2 separate regions of the Danio rerio genome follow, and region 1 is linked to region 2. The links are chromatin contacts, called in public HiCAR-type maps. All regions are on one chromosome and are shown on one strand. Each heading gives the region's core, a stretch centred on a gene start, on an enhancer-like site or on the middle of the called end of the contact. The rest is flanking DNA. Distances are from core to core; before and after follow the strand shown.

Region 1 (2,700 bases), core at 27-2,526, 150 kb after region 2:
TAATTAGTTTTATTATTACAAGTTTGCATTTATTCTTGTGTCTTTTACTGCTGCACATTTTATGTCTGTAAAGTGCCTTAAGGTGCTACTTTTAAATGCGCTACATAAAAATAAAGTTAATTATTATTATTATCATTATAAAGTATTTTTTTAAACGTCAAAAATACCTTTTTTTATCATTATTATTTTTGGTCATATGTTTGATTACATGCAATACTGAGGTAAAGTTGGTTTTTAGTTCACAAATTCAGACTTTCTCCTTAATAATATAATTTTAGACAAGTATTATTTGCTAAATCTAAATATTAAAATCATATTAGCAGCTGATGACTAAAAATACAACACTGTTAACAGTCAATTAAATTGTGCTATCGTTAGTGTAGCCATATTTACATGTAATTTCAGACAGAATGTTATCAATGAACTAATGTGCGAATACAAAACCAACTTTACCTCAACACATGTAAATATTGCGGTTGGGTGATAAATTAAGTCCAACTATGCACTGAATTATTGTAGAAAAAATTGCTTGAATAATATTTATTCAAGAAGAAAATATTGTTTAACCTTGGCTATATTATATAAAAATGCCACTTCTATACCAGACTGCCTGTTGGTTATACATTTACAAATTCAGACTTTCTCCTTAATTATTGTCTCAGAAAAGCATTATTTGCAAAATCTTAATAGTGAAATAATATTAGCAGCCAATGACTATAAAAGTACAGCATTATTAACAGTCAAATTAATAGTGCTAATGTTGTTTTGAAGTCATACTTGCATGCTATTTTAGACTCTATATTTAAACTAGTTCGATATTTAAACTAGCGTGATGAACTATATAGGGACCGTTAAATGAACGAATGTGTCATTATAAAACCAACATTACCTCAAGAAAATAACTTATGTGGCTGTCAGTCCATAATTTATGTATAATTAATGATGACAAAGCTGCTAAATTTACTCTACCTTCAAAAAGGCTGGAAGCAGCTTCCACTTTTCCTGCAATAGAAAATGGGACATGACTGTTACCTTGAAATGCAAAAAATAAATCACAATGATTAAAAACACTTATGTTGTTTTCTGATATTAGCACTCATGTGATCTTCGCATACCTCCACAGTGTCAACAGGAGCAGCGAGCTGCTGGGGACTCATTTCCCCGAACTCCTCTTGCAGCATTTTTGTGACTTGTTGAAATGTCAATAAACTGCAAACGCGGATAATCTTATAAAAATTAGGAGACCATCATACACGCCGCCGCCAGGTGAAAAACACTCAGAACGGAAGTTTGCGCTACACGTGAAAGCATGCGGTGTAACGTGAAAAGCAGACCGGGAGAAACGTTTTACGAGTATTGTATTGGTTCCACATATTTCATATTTTTAATGATACCTCATATCAGAGACATTTATGGGACATTCTACCAAACGTACACGCTTGTCCTTTACGCGTGTCGTCCTTAAACAACTGTACAAAAACAAGCATAAAGTCATGCTGCTCAATGATAGAATTTGTATGATTGTTTGTATTATATATTTGTAGTTTTTATTTGTAGAGTTTATTAATAATTTCATGTTTTTAATCAATACAGCATACATACACTTACATATTTTTAAAACACAAACACTTACTCCACCTGGACCTAAAAAATAATAAAATATAATTAATTAATGACTAATTAATTAATCAAAATAATAAATTAATAAATAAATAAATAAATATAGGGATGCACGGTGGCGCAGTGGGTAGCATGTTTGCAACACAAAAAGAAGGTCGCTGGTTTGAGTTGGGTCAGTTGGCATTTCTGTACATGCCGTACAGGTGAATTGGGTAGGCTAAATTGTCTGTTGTGTATGCATGTGAATGAGTGTGTATGGATGTTTCCCAGTGATGGGTTGCAGCTGAAAAAGCATCCGCTATGTAAAACATTTGGGTCCGTGTACATTTTGTTCATTTGTTTTCCATTTTCAAACGGAATAAAGGAAATGGAGAAAACGGCCGTTTTTCCGTTTTTCTTTTGCTCACGAGAAAACGAAAAAACAAGATTTTGGCTGGATTTTCGTTTTTTGGTTTAGGGTAGGAAAACGGATAAACGACTTTAAAATTCATTTTACACATGTAGGCGGTGCTGAAACGCCCACTTTCCTCTAATTGGTTAACCAAATCTGCGCTCGTGACGTCACCCTCAAAATAAAAGCCTTACACGCAGGCTTTTAATTATTATTATTTAATTATATATATAAACAAAGTTTACATATTCTATCATTTGAACCACACACAGTTAGCAGGCTTACATTCATTGCGTATGTATAAATTAAATAAAAACGTAAAGCAGTATTTATAGACATTTGTCATTAAAATAAGGTCATAGTTCACTGCCAAGCTTCTTGCTGCTGTGCACCTGATGCTGAGCAAAGAAAGCCATTTCCGAGCAGCACCTGGTTTGCATGATTGTTTCAGAGCAAGGGCTTTATAATAATAATAATAATAATTATTATTATTATTATTATTATTATTATTATTATTATTATTATTATTATTATTATTATTATCAGTTACTAGTGTTTTTATTGTTTGGTGTGTTTTTTTTCTTTTTAATAATTGTTACCAGAACCAGAATAAGAACACTTTGGGCCCTGCTATAAAAACAAAGGGTACCATTTGTTTTCATTTATTTATTCCTATTTTAATTATATAT
Region 2 (2,700 bases), core at 73-2,572:
GCTACAGGCCAGTTTTTGCTGTTATTCTCCCAATTTTCTATTAAATTATGAGGTTCGAATACTGCATTTTAGAGATATTTTTAACATTAATATTTGCTGCATTAGCTTGTTGGATGATGATCATGACCACATATGTTGATGCAACACAAAAATATTTCCTGCAATTTTGTCAAAGTGCTTGCCATAAATAAAACACAAAGTGTTTATTTAGAAATGTGTGTTTAAACTGTGATTTATTACAGTTTTATAAGTAATGTTATAAGATTAAAACTTGAAATATTTTAAATAAAATCTGAAAAAATGCTTATTTTTAAAATACAAATTTATTAGTATTAGTATTAACAAAAACAATTAGGAATATTTTAAAACTCATTAAAAAACAACTAAAAAACATATAAAAAACTGTAGCCTGTAGATAAATAACAAACTGGGCAGTTGTTACATGTCGCCTTTAATTTCATTGCATGTTGTGTGACTATTATTAACATTTGTAGGCATAAACTTTAGAAATTTTAATGTTATTAAGTTAATCACAGTAACTCTAGTAGGTTAGAATGAAAACCCTAAAACATTGCATGTAACATGAATTTAATTATAATTTTTTTTGCACAGAAACCATAGGTCCGGCGATCAGTGTTCATTTGTAGGAGAGGCTTGTGTGTTGTTGGTAAAAAAAATAAAAATAAATGGGTTTATCTAACCCCATTACTTTGTTTATTATTTGGTCACATCCAAAAAGTATTACTTTGTGCCCCACTCTCCCCTATGTCCATAAGCAAAACAAAACAAACAATTTACAATTTTTTACATGTTGTGTGACTGTTTTGAACAGGCATTTAAACAATTCTAATTGTAATGTTATTAATCACAGTAACTTCAGTAGGCTAAAATGAAAACCCCCAAACTAGGCCTATAGACCATTTCAAAGTGGTCATGTCATTGACCCAAGAACATTTCTGCTTGTTGTCAATCTATTTCATAACTGTAACAAGAGGCAATTCAATCAACTTAATATTAAAAATCTATCACAACATTTTTAATCAATAAGTGACTCTTTTTGGATTTTTGGAACCTATGAAAATTAAAAATGTAAAACAGAAAATATGTTGGGACCATTGTTGTTGTTTACACGCATGTAGTAATATATATATATATATATATATATATATATATATATATATATATATATATATATATATATATATATTAAACCAGCAGTCCTCATTGGCTGTTGATCCGCAGCAGCTGTCACAGGGGTGTTTTCCCGCTCTAATTCATAAAGTGACGTACTTCCTGTATTGTCACACTGCTTCTAATGTCTTGCGGGAACGCTGGACTTGCACAGATTCAAACATGACATCTATCTAGCGTTAGATGTCGCCTACATTTTCCTTTAACTGACGGTTTGCTGTGGTGAGGGATTTCATCGGTGCCCTTTGCTCGTTTTGACGGTCTTCCCTTCATCCCTAGTCGGGTAAACAAATACAGGCAAGTAACAATTTACATAGTTTTAGGATTCACTTAACATTTGAAAAGCAAATTCTAGGTTTTTATTCAAAACTAGAGACTCTCGTTTTCTGAATGGCACGTTTTGAGCATTAACATTGGGCAGTTTTGTTATGATGAGCTCCTGTGTTTGATGCAGCAGTTCCACAGAATCTGATACAGTGTTTACTTGAAACTCATACAGTAACGTTAGTCTGTACAGTAGGCTATACGCGAATAAATGTGCAGAATATTGCGTAAAAGAGCGGCATGGACGAGTGTTACCTTATAAACATGGAGAAACACCCCAGGTGTTTTTTCATCTTCATTTGCACAGATATTTTGCTTATTGAGTTTTCTGTACAGTGCCTATGGAAGATCATCATATCCTGTGAAAATCTATACCTTTACTCACATTACACCCAGCTTTAAAAGTAAATGTAAAGTTGGTTTTATATCTGCACATTCAGGCATTCTCATTAATAATACAGTTTCAGAAAAGCATTATTTGTGAATTCTAAACCTGGAAATCATATTAGCAGCCAATGAATATCAAAGTAACGTACAACATTGTTTAAAGTCAACTAAATAGAGCTAATGTTGTTTTGAAGTCATTCTTGTGATGTAAGACTGATTGTTCAAATTAGCATAGTAAACAATATAGGGACCATTGAATGTGCTAATATAAAACCAACTTTACCCCAATCTTTTAAAAGATCTTCCAGATAAAGTTGTAGAAATTTCAAAAAGCTGCAAAAACCTTTCAAAGGCTGAAAAAGTTACACTAAAAACGCCAGGTTCCACACAATTCCTTTATGTTGTTCTAACACAAATCAGTTAACTGTTTTTACAAATGTAAGGCAAGGCAAGTTTGTTTATATAGCACATTTCATACACAGTGGCAATTCAAAGTGCTAGAATAAAAGAAATAAAAGGAATAAAAGAAATAAGTGTAAGAAAAATAAAAACAAATAATAAAATGATAAAAAAACTGATAAAATGTGTTGAAAGAGTGAAGAATGAAAGAGAAGAGATATAAGTAGATTGAACTTAAAACAATTAAGTTGTCACAAAAAACTCAAGAACTGTGGAATTTTCATTTTTCTTCAGTTTAGTGTCTTCATTCATCAGTCACACACTCACAGCTGAATGAACCGCCAACATATACAGCAGGTGTTTTACACAGCAGATGCCCTTACAGCTGCAAGCCTGCAA

The links. HiCAR-type assays count read pairs that join an accessible place to other places.
Region 1: a contact with region 2 is called in a HiCAR-type map of caudal fin, with 5 times the contacts expected there. The contact joins the promoter of polr3b here to the promoter of si:dkey-103i16.6 in region 2. A contact is called at or near these places in 7 of 18 Hi-C or Micro-C datasets (caudal fin, embryo, hematopoietic stem cells and 1 more) and 2 of 4 datasets of contacts at active chromatin or transcription factors (caudal fin and embryo).

The regions. Positions count from the first base shown.
Region 1 is chr18:16,773,407-16,776,106 of GRCz12tu, forward strand. polr3b (polymerase (RNA) III (DNA directed) polypeptide B) reads right to left here and starts at 1,277. Exons shown (of 28, transcript XM_021467775.2): 1 at 1,116-1,277; 2 at 970-1,002. The coding sequence starts at 1,181.
Region 2 is chr18:16,625,084-16,627,783 of GRCz12tu, forward strand. It overlaps si:dkey-103i16.6, which reads left to right and starts at 1,323. Exons shown (of 7, transcript NM_001044708.1): 1 at 1,323-1,488.